Linked DNA regions of Mus musculus: regions 2 and 3 are each linked to region 1. A link is a contact called in public HiChIP or PLAC-seq and promoter capture Hi-C data. All regions are on one chromosome and are shown on one strand. The core of a region is the stretch at or near the end of the contact, and the rest is flanking DNA. Distances in the headings are between cores, read along the strand shown. Region 1 holds the start of Ttc32 (tetratricopeptide repeat domain 32). Region 2 has its middle 11 kb from the start of Gm33483. Region 3 has its middle 11 kb from the start of Gm33418.

Region 1 (3,483 bases), core at 737-3,236:
TAAAAAAAAAAGGGGGGGGAAGGGAAGTGGGGGTAGAGGCGAGAGGAATTAAGGTGAGTAGTGGGAGGTGAGGATTATCAAAGACAAAAACACTTTATTAAAAAAAAAGAAATTTCTGTTAACTTTTATGATAATGTAGTACTAAAATGAAAAAGCAATTTTGCCTCTCTGGCTTAATTCCATTTAAGTCTTACAAACAAATAGTCTTCTGTATTAGATCTCATGCAAAGACAAGCTTGCAGTCTACTATAAAGATCTTCCAGGTCCAGTACTACAGCTTGTAATCTCAGCACTTGGGAGGCAGAGGCAGGTGGATCTCTGCATTCAAGGGCAGCCTGGTATGTAGAGGGAGTTTCATGACAGCTGGGGCTACACAAAGAGAGAGAGAGAGAGAGAGAGAGAGAGAGAGAGAGAGAGAGAGAGAGAAATTCCCAGTTTCTCTGTTTCTCTGTGTTCACTCCACACATTACATAAGCGCAACAAAGGCAAATCTTGAAGTAACTAATGCTACATGTGCAGGCATTAGCACAGAAGATAGCCAGGCTGTGAATATCACAAAGAGTAAAAGACTTCACTCTATTACAGTGGAATTGTGAACCTGCAGAGTTGGATCGATTCTCCCGGTTTAACGACCAATTCACAACCAATACAGAGACATTGGGACAAACAATACGGAGGGGCTAAGAGTAAGACTCCCTGATAAGCAGATGTATCAAGAGAGGAGCTGAGACTAGATAATAAATATAGTGAACTGCCAACCTGACCTGCTTCTTCCTGACCCGGCTGACCGGAAACAAAAACCCGGCAGCCTAAAAAGGCTTTTCTACTTTTTTTTCACCAATAGAGCCCCCCACCCCACCCCACCCCCGCTGATGGCTCTGCTATGCTACTACTACACAAGTTCAAAGCTGGATCGGACATGCTTAGGGCTCTGTGCTCAAACTGACCAACCCTCAGTTCCTTAAACCCTCAAAGGAGTGGATCTGCGGGTTCCTGAAATCCTCTTCCGCTTTGCCGAGGGTTTTATCTGTTTGCCCACTCAAGTTTTCTCACCCCTAGGAAACCTTTCCTCATTAGCGGATTCTCTCATAAGCTGTACTTAGTCGTGGCACCCTCCTCCTCCTCCACCACCTCCTCCTCCTCCGCTGCTACCTGCCTGGCTTGAGAGTTTTACTGCCTTTTAATTCCTTAACTGGCAGAAAACAGAATGCAACCAAGACCCCTAAATGTCAAAATTTTTATAATTATCAGATTTTGGCTCGACATACAACCCCGTTTTCTAAAGACTCAAAGCGTAGTGGGAATAGAGGGGTCAGAGTGCACATCTTGATAAGCTGCTCGAACTCAAATATCAAAGTAACAAAGAACTGTACTGGGCAATAAACGTTTCATCGCTGGCTTGATATTCTACAGAAAGGACTCTTGTGATGTTCTAGCGGTGTCACATTAACAACCCTTAACTTCAGGAGTGTGCTGTGACGTCGTGGTAAACACTAACGGGACAGCTGGGTGCAGCGACTGTGCTTAGCTTAAGCGGGTGCTGAACCGGAACCTTCGCGTCCGGAACACAAAGGCGTCGCTGTGGTTCCGAGGACGACCACCTTCCCTGCCCAGAACAGCGGCTTCCTGCCGCCTGGGCCTCTGCGGAGACCAAGGCGTCCCCTCCCCGAAGGACAGGGCTCGGAGGGGATCTTTTCTGGGGAAACCAAGCGGCAGCCCAGGACTCCGCGGTCCGCGCGTGGCTCGGGGACCACCCACGCGCCCAGCCCGCTCTCGCGATAGTTACCTCCCGTGACGCGCGCACTGGCCAATGAAGGCGGAGTACAGCTCCCGGGCCTCGGCAAACTCGCCCCTGGAGAAGCGAGCCTGCGCCGTGGCCAGGGCGGCCGAGCTCTCTCCGCCCTCTCGGCCTGGCCGCAAGGCCATGACCGCCTCACCCGGGTGGAAGCGGAACCACAGCTACCGCTCACGGGACTTCGTTGGCTAAAGGAAAAGGACGTTTGTCCTGTTTGAAGACCCGTAGTATCGCGAGACAACTGGTAGCGCCTGACGCCGTTCGCGGGAAATTAAGAGAATTTAAATCTTTGTGACATGTGTATACATAATTAGATTAGATTAGATTAGATTAGATTAGATTAGATTAGATTAGATTAGATTAGATTAGATTAGATTAGATTAGATTAGATTAGATTAGATTAGATTAGATGGATGATAGATAGACAGACAGACAGTGCCCATGGCCGGGCGGTGGTGGTGCGCATATATCCAGGCAGAATGCTGTATACATAGTAAATAAAGAAGTCTTTAAAAAATTTTTTTTTAGAAAATAATTATAGAAGCAGACAGTAGAGGGCAACATAATATTGCTGTTTTCATTTTAGATACCCAAAATAAGCGTCTAGAGCTATGGCAACAGAGTTAATATTCTGTTACTTTGAAACAAATTTGTCCATGTTTCTGAGTGTGAACTTTCTGTAGTCTCTATGGTAACAATTCTCTGCCACTTCAGTCACTGTATATTTTCCTAAAAAGACTTAGCTTTTTCTCCCATGTGATATATATTCTGTGTATGTCTCTGTGTGTGTCCGAGGATGTGTCTGTGGATGTGAAGACAATGCAAATGCCACATTTCCCTACATTATAGTGGAAGGAAACATGGGATAAACGTCCTTTTTTCCCTTCAGAATTTGTTTTCATGTTTATTTCAAATAATGTCTCAGAAAAACTTTTGATCTGAGCTCTGAGAATAAAGAAAAGTGATTTGTTTTGTTTTTTCGAGACACGGTTTCTCTGTGTAGCCCTGGCTGTCCTGGAACCCACTCTGTAGACTAGGCTGGCCTCGAACTCAGAAATCTCCCTGCCTCTGCCTCCCAAGTGCTGGGATTAAAAGCATGTGCCACCACTGCCCGGTCAGAAAAGTGATCTTAAAGTACATTTCAGCAAAATATAATGAGCTGTGTATGGCAGATGAGAGAGGTCGGCAGTGCCTGTGCAGGTACACTGCTTACCAGAATGCTGGGACCGGCCACATTAGTGCATGCTGTGGCTGCTGGGGTCACATTTAGGCCACTAGAGTACTCTGAACCATGGCATAGCTCGGGATAAGCTTGATGATAACTACAGCATTACTCAAAATCAGTTAATTCATGTTTATTACAAAGAAAAGAGACCAAATGCTTCCTCTTGAATGAGGCTTGTAGTCTTTAAAACTTCAAATAATAAAAAGTCTTAAAATGCCATTTCCTCATTTATGAACATACAGAAATTTAACCTTAAGTAGAAACAGAGCTCATGTCCTAAGCCGCTGCTGAGCCTCCCTGAACCCAGGTCATGTCTGTTCTCTGCTTCAAGGCAGCCCCTCCTACCCTCTGCCATCCCCAGCTACCTCCCAAGGGGTCTCTAACCAACTGGTAACCTTGGCAAGAGAGAACTAGTTCTGTGGTAATTTGCCACAAACTATAAGTTATATAAATGGTAAATGAA
Region 2 (3,871 bases), core at 620-3,119, 160 kb after region 1:
ATTCCATTATCTATAACTCTTATGTCTGGAATTATACTGGCCTATATAGAAGCTGGGGAGTCAGCAATAAGTAAACCCTAGTCTCTATAGGTGACGAGATAAAGCTGAGCTATGACAGTAAATGTAAAGGAGGTCTGAACCCAATATATACAGAGGGCATTGCTGAGGCCATCACCACACAAACCTGGGCTCCAGGGTGCTTGCTAGCCATGCAGAAACGTGTCTCTAAACTGGTCCTGATGCCTGAAGACCCTGTCTTTCTGCTCAGTTCTCCTGTCCTCACTAACCACACACATAGACACGCAGGCCGTCTCTGCAGGCATGCACGCGCATGCACACATGCACACACACTCACTCACGCACGCACGCACAGCGACACATTTCACACCTTCTCCCAACCCTGCCTCTGCCCGGTCAGTGACCCCAGTGCACAGACCTTTACAACCACCATGACACTCCTAGCTTTAGGACTCCTCTGCTACTTGGAAGGAACTACAGTATCTAGAAACTTCTACCTCCCCCTCCCCCACCCCCTCCCCCAATTATAACCTTAAACACAAAGCAGTATGAGGGGGATGCAGGCCAAACGGCATATTCTACATAATAGCTTGGTTTGGGTAGATGTCTTGGAAGAAGAGGCTGCCACCTGGGCCTCAACGAAACATGGGATAGTGAAAACGATGAAAGATTTTGCAGTTTTTGGTTTTTTGTTTTGTTTGTTTTGTTTTTGTTATCTTAAAGACACGATAAATCTGGCCTTTCAGGATGCACTCACAGCTGACCTGGCTTCAGGTAGTGATGCATCCAGAGTCCAGAGAAATGTCCATAGCGCTTTGTATCTGCTCCTGTTTCCCAAGTACATTCTTACCAGATCAGAGACCAAACTGACTTTAGCGTGGAGCATCCTCAAGAGCGCCACCAGAAAAATCGTCAAGGACTTTGATTGGCCCAGTATGAAGGCACGCGTGCAATTCGGAACCAATCCTTATGACTAGAGACATGGAGTTCTCTGACTGGCCAGCTCTGAGCTGTGTACCTACTTCTCCGGCGGGCCAGCTCCACTGCAGGGGATGGGCATAAGGGAGCAGGCTCTGTTGTTATTAGCACAACTGGGGTGGTAAAGCAAACAAACAAAACCCCAAATCAATAGCACTCAAGGACCTCTGCCTTGAATAACAGTCCTCCCTTTGATACTTCACACTTCTTAAGCTCCAGTATAAAGAATGTGTTCAGCTTGTTTATCAGGAGATAACGCTAAGCCCAGTGTTCCTATCACTGAGTTAGTTTCACAGTAGGGAAATAGCACATCCAGATGTTACACATGATTGCTCTGTTCTCTTGTAACAGGAACCAAGAATCCTGTGGAGTCCCTTGAGCCATTTATGCTAGCTCAGTGGTTCTCATCCTTCCTAATGCTGTGGCCCTTTAATACAGTTCCTCATGTTTTGGTGACCCCAACCATGAAATTATTTCATTGCTACTTCCTAGCTATAATGATACTGTTACAAGTCGGAATGTAAATATCTGATATGCGACCCCCACAGATTGAAAACCACTGGGCTGCAGCGATGAATTTGGAGCTCCCAAATAGAACCTTCCTTGGAAGACCGGGTAGGCCAAGGGTGTTGTTTGTTGTTGTTGTTGTTGTTGTTGTCTGTACTCCTTGAAGGTGACTTTGAGCTGGAGAATGATGCAGGGGGCTGGCTGGCTGCCCAGCTCCACCTCTGTGAGTTGACCAAGCCGCTGAAGGTTAGGCTCTGGTGTCCTTGACACTTCCCAGCAGGATTCTGATGCTAAGGCCTGCGTTTCAGTAGGAAAAGGTCATGCCCTTCAACCTGCCTCAGGGAGAAGTGAATCAAGCGAGCAGCTTTACCTGCCTGCCCAGGCAAGTCTGGGTTTCCCCTATTTTCCCTGCCTTATTATGCGGGATCCCTCTGTTGCAACCTTTATGCTTCATCCTTAGCAACCGACACCTTTTGGGATGCTTGGACACCACCTCCTAGCTGTGACTCTATCTCGGCTGGCTCAAGGATATTGGTTTAGTTACTTTCAGTGGGGAAGAGAGACTGATTTCAACTCACTGTTCAAGAACAAACCATCCATCATGGCAGAGAAGACTGGGTGCTGGAACTAGCTCTTAGCTGTGATGGCAGGAACATGAGGGTACTTTCTCACATCTCCATGGATCAGGAATTGGACAGCTTTGGATCAGAACTGAGACTGGGCCATAAGAGGTCCAGCTCTCAGCAGCCGACTCCCTCCAGCTAGGACCTGACACCTAAAGTTTCCACAGCTGTAACAGACAGCACTACCAGCTGGGGACCAATTGGTCAAATACATGAGCCTGTGGGACTTTCAGATTCAAACCATGTCAGATACCTTTCCCACAACCCTCCAGAGTACAGTGTCTTTGTCCAGTGCAGGCTCTTGTCACTGAAATGTTCCTACACGATGCTTCTCACACTATGGGCCCAGGGACTTCTAGAAAAAAGACTTTGCTCTTCTCCTTAATGTATTCCTGTGAATCCATCAGTCATTTATGGATTCCTACCCATTACATGCCAAGGGCCTGTTAGAGGCAGAAAGCTTTCCCTGGAGTTGTGTGTGGTCCAGTAGAGCAGACAGGCATAGAAACAGACAGTTATGACACAAATGGATAGCGGTATGTGCTCTGTATTGTGAGGGCTCAGAGAAGCACTAAGTCTGTCTTGGGCAGGGGTGAGCATAGTAAGGATGGGAGTAATGGAACGGAAGTCACCTCATGTCATCACAGCCAGAGTCTACAACAACTGCTTCATTCACTCAGGTATTTGTTCTCATTATTCTGAAGTGCTTTAAAAGAGTGTCAAATTCCAAAGGTCTACTTCATGCGCCTCCCCAGAGGAACACCCTATCTTACTTACTATCTTAACAAATTTGTACACATACATGCACACATACACACAGGCACACACTCTCTTACATGAGTGGTCACACAATAGTCATCCCTTTTCTCATTTGACACCTTGAAGCTCATTCCAAATCACGAGGAACATTCCAGTCAACTGCATAGTATTAGCATAGAAATGCTCTGGTCAGCCAGTTGCCTATAGTGCTGGATACTGATTTTTAAATTGCTTACTATTACAAATATTATATCATAAATAATCATGTATATGAATTATTTTTCATGTATACATAGACACAGAAATGTTGGATTAAGGACAGATTCATATTAGTTTTATCTACCTGGTATCTAACACCTAACTCTTAAAAACATATGATAGAGCTTTATCAAGTTTTCCTTCTAATCTACAATTAGCATAGCCCTTTGCTGTGGCCAGAAAACCCAGGCAGCCTCGAGGAGCTAGAGGAGGAGGCAGCAAAAAAAAAAAAAAGAGGAAGAGGAGGATAACACTTCATTTCATGCTTGATCTTTGACAAAATAACTAATTTCCCCTTTTCTCTTTTAACTATGTTTAATATTTATAAAAATTCAAAATTATTTAATATAACTAGCATATTTTGCATAACCTTAATTAACATTTTTAATTGCTATGATGAAACACTATGGCCAAAAATAATTTGGGAAGGAAAGGGTTTATTTCATCTTAGAGTCCCTCATCACAAACCATCTCTGAAGGAAGTCAGGGCAGGAACTCAAGTCTGGAACCTGCAGGCAGGAGCTGATACAGAGACCATGGAGGGTGCTGCTTACTGACTGGCTTGTTTCTCATGGCTTACTCAGCCTGCCTCATTAGACACCGCAGGACTACCTGTCCTAGGGTGGCACTGCTCACGATGGGCCAGGCCCTCCCCACCCATCATTCACTAATCCACAGGCTTGTGGACAGACAATCTTATGGAGGCATTCTTCTCCATTAGGAATTTC
Region 3 (3,737 bases), core at 549-3,048, 190 kb after region 1:
ACCTAGCTAACCAGAAAGAGACAAACAACATTATCTGTGGGAGAAGGTGACAGTGAGAACTGATGCAGCTAGTGAGAAGTCAGAGCCTGGCTTTTAAATGTCACAGGACAAACTGACTCTTGTTAGGAGCCAATACAACTGTCATCACAACACTGAAGAAAGTGCTCATGTACCGGTCCCTCAATCCCATGGCCCTTAAGAATTGCTGTCCAGCGGGTGGAGAGATGGCCTCGTAGTTTAATAGCTCTGGCTACTCTTACAGAGGACCTGAGCTTGGTTCCTAGCACTCACATGGTGGCAAGAGTCTCATAATTGGCTGTAACTATAACTCTGGCTCTAGGGGATCCCATACTCTCTTCTTGCATCTGTGAGCTGTGTGTTCGCGCAAGTGCATGCGCAGGCGCGCACACGCGCACACACGCACACGCATGCACACACGCACACACGCACACACACAGGCACACACGCACATATGCACACACACACACACGCACACATGCACACACACACACTCGCGCACATGCACGCACGCACACATGCACACACACGCACACACACACACACACACACACGCACGCGTACATACACACACTCGCGCACACACATGCGCGCGCACACACGCGCACACACACTAATACAAATATTAATATTTAATACAAATATTAAAGAAGAATAAGAAGAATCACAAGGAGATGGCTCAGTAGGTAAAGGCCCCTGTCACCAAGCCTGATGATCTGAACTTGAGCTCAATCCCTGAAGCGTACATGGTAGAAAGAAAGAACAGAGAAGTTGCCATCTGACCTCCACACATGAGATGTGGCATGCACATGTGTGTGTGTAAACACAGCCACATCCTCAATAAAAAATTAAATACATAAATAAATAAATGTTAAGAAATGAATTACATGAAATCTAGTGTCCCTGTGCTCTCTCTGTGGAACAACAAAGCCTGGAAGACAGGACATCTGCTTGCAACATGGCCTACTGAATATTCTAAGCCACTATTGAAGTCTGTCGCTTGGGGTCAGGAAAGGTTATTCTTAAAATCTGACAATAGACCCAGTCACCCAAGAACCCTGGCAGGCTTCTACTATAACATAGTTGCTTTTGTGTGTGCTAACACGACATGTACATCCCAAGGATTAAGGAGTGATGGCGACTCCCAAATCTTATGATGTAAGAAATAAACACATTTAATAAGGCTGTAGGTGCCATAAATAGCCATCCCTCTCACGGACCTAGGATTAGGAAGCTTGGTGGAAATGGTTCATAGAGTGTGAGATGCTGCAACCAAAATAAAATAAAAATCATGTTGAATGTCAAACTGCAACGTCGGGAAGGTCTGGGAAGAAGTTGACTCCAGCCTTACAGATGCTTCAGTGGCGGAAGTGGCTGCAGCTGCGGAGGAAAAGGGTGACAGCTAAAGTTAGAAGTGGCATCTAAGGCTGGGACTTGGTTACTGTGGTTTTGTCATAAAACTCAAATAGGGAGTTGCTTTTTACGCATGGCCATAAAAAGTGGTTTCTCGTGTGTGTGTGTGTGTGTGTGTGTGTGTGTGTGTGTGTGAGAGAGAGAGAGAGAGAGAGAGAGAGAGAGAGAGAGAGAGAGAGAGAGAAAGAGAGAGAGAGAGAGAGGAAGAGAGAGAGAGAAAGAGAGAGAGAGAATGGGCGTGTGCACGTGGGCATGGAGCCAATGGGTAGATAGTGACTTTCTCAATCACTCTCCCTATATCTTACATTTTTTAGTCTAGGGTCTCGCAGGTGAACCTGGAGCTCACCTCTTGGCTAGGCTGGCTGGCACCTAAACCACGGGGATCCACCTACCTCTTACACCCCAACAAGGGTTGCAGACACCGGATACCTCACCCAGCTTTTATATGGGTTCCAGGTACAAACTCAGGTCCTAATCCCTGTAATGCAAACATTTTACCAACTGAGCTGTCTCCCAGTTCAGCAGTAAAGCAGTCTTAATTAGGTTCTAGATGTTGTTTCTTTAGACGTAATGCTATTGCTCGCTTCACAGATTATAGTCTAACACAAACATAACCGGATGTGACTCATTTTACCTCCATGTTTGTCTAACTTTGGTTGTCTGGGATGAAACTTGCCATATCTCTGAGGTACGCATGCACGTGCATAATACGGGAGATATATGATATTGTCTATTTGTCTATAAAGGTCTGCAATTCTGTGACTGCTGGGCATGCTCCTGTAGCAGTAGGGCTAGAGCTATGGCTCTGTGGGTTAAGTGCTTACCGTGCAAGTATGAGGACATGAGTTCAAAGCCTCAGAACCCATGGAAAAGCTGGGAGACAGGCCTGTGAGATGGCATAGGGAGTAAAGGTGCTTGCCACCAAACCTGACAATCTGAGATCAGTCCCCAAGGACCACATGGTAGAAGGAGAGAACTGACTCTCACAAGTTGTCTCCCATATGCAGGTGCTCCCCCAATAAAGAAACAAAGGAACAAGTGTACCGATGTAAAGCGTCTGTACTATGCTACGACTGAGCACAGTTGCAGGAGTCTGCAGTCCCAGTACTGGAGAAGGGTTAAGTGGATACCAGGGGCTCACAGACTACCCAGTCTAGGAAGACCGACAGGAACGAAAGAAGGAAGGAGGGAGGAAGGGAGGGAGAGAGGGGGATGGAGGGAGAAAGGGAGGGAGGGAAGGAAACGAGGGAGGGAGAAAAGGAGGGAGGGAGGGAGGAAGACTGGAAAGAGAAAGGATTGGTGAGATAGAGAAGTGGGAGCAAGAGGGAGTGAATGGGCTGCCAGTATGATCAATGTTATATACTTTGAGTACATAAAAATATCATAGCAAAACCTATTATTTTATACAATTAATATGCAGCAAACTTTTTTAAAGACATAAGAAAAATGAGTTGAATGAAAAAGTAAACTCTTTTGTTTTGTTTTGTTTTGTTTCGAGACAGGGTTTCTCTGTATAGCGCTGGCTGTCCTGGAACTCAGAAAAAGTAGAGTCTTAACAGAGCTCAAACCTGTGAGCTATTTTTATGGAAATGTATTCAGAGGAACTGAAAACGAAATTATCAAAAAAATGCTTATTAGAAAGGCTCTCAAAACAGCAGAGGTTTAAAGGAACTTACCCTGCTCTGTGTTGTTACAACAAAATACCTGGGGTGGGTAACTTATCTCTGACAGACGGTTCTGATGGCAGGAGGTGCACAACATCACAGTACAGGCACCCAGAGTCTCCCTGGCCTTATCACAGCACTGCAGCAGCACCGCAAAGAGCAGGCGGCAACCTTGTATGGGCCTGTAAGGGCCTGTAGTCAGGGCACAGGTCCTGTGCCCAGGGCACTGGGGCACAGGTACACGAACCTGAAGAGACACTCAAACTTGATTCATAAGCGCTCATTCTCTGGGGCACTAATCCAGTTCCCTGACACCTCACCTACATCTGGAAGACAGCACTGACAGACGTAAATAGCTAGAGTCCCCAGACCCATCTCTTAAAGGCCCAGAGCCTAAAATCCCACAGTTTGGAGACAAGCTTCCAGTTTTGCAGTACACTGGCCAACAGGACTGATGCTTCAGGACTGCTGGGGCTCAGCCTGGGTGGGCATAAAGAGGAGCGGTGGTGTTACACCAGCTTCCTGGCGCTGTGGCTCTCTGCCTCCCCGACCTCACATGTACAAGACTGACTTGAAGACAGTAGTCAATGTCTTGTCTTCTCTATCAGCAGTGGTTCTCAACCTTCCTGATGCTGTGACCCT

What was found. Promoter capture Hi-C pulls out the DNA fragments that hold promoters and counts their contacts. HiChIP or PLAC-seq counts read pairs in DNA pulled down with a chosen protein or histone mark.
Region 2: an H3K27ac HiChIP or PLAC-seq map of embryonic stem cells shows a contact between it and region 1, with 2.8 times the contacts expected there. The contact joins the enhancer-like site here to the promoter of Ttc32 in region 1. A contact is called at or near these places in 7 of 39 promoter capture datasets (the 3T3-L1 cell line, the C10 cell line, HPC-7-derived erythroid cells and 3 more), 1 of 484 Hi-C or Micro-C datasets (the HL-1 cell line), 5 of 115 datasets of contacts at active chromatin or transcription factors (embryonic stem cells, large pre-B cells and pancreatic cancer cells) and 2 of 9 other capture datasets (adipose tissue and liver).
Region 3: a promoter capture Hi-C map of pre-B cells shows a contact between it and region 1, with 2.3 times the contacts expected there. The contact joins the enhancer-like site here to the promoter of Ttc32 in region 1. A contact is called at or near these places in 2 of 39 promoter capture datasets (the C10 cell line and pre-B cells), 2 of 115 datasets of contacts at active chromatin or transcription factors (large pre-B cells and memory CD8 T cells) and 2 of 9 other capture datasets (adipose tissue and liver).

The regions. Positions count from the first base shown.
Region 1 is chr12:9,028,500-9,031,982 of GRCm38.p6, reverse strand. It overlaps Ttc32 (tetratricopeptide repeat domain 32), which reads right to left and starts at 1,986. Exons shown (of 3, transcript NM_029321.2): 1 at 1,787-1,986. The coding sequence starts at 1,926. Wdr35 (WD repeat domain 35) reads right to left here. Exons shown (of 27, transcript NM_001159527.1): 27 at 3,136-3,483.
Region 2 is chr12:8,866,794-8,870,664 of GRCm38.p6, reverse strand. No RefSeq gene overlaps it. Among named protein-coding and RNA genes, the nearest start is that of Gm33483, 11 kb to the left of the region's middle. Within about 2 kb of position 1,869, at least 10 of the 459 cell types and tissues checked have an H3K27ac peak or open chromatin away from gene starts, as enhancers often do. A contact at or near this core is called in embryonic stem cells, where this site is marked.
Region 3 is chr12:8,840,607-8,844,343 of GRCm38.p6, reverse strand. No RefSeq gene overlaps it. Among named protein-coding and RNA genes, the nearest start is that of Gm33418, 11 kb to the right of the region's middle. Within about 2 kb of position 1,798, at least 37 of the 459 cell types and tissues checked have an H3K27ac peak or open chromatin away from gene starts, as enhancers often do. A contact at or near this core is called in memory CD8 T cells and pre-B cells, where this site is marked.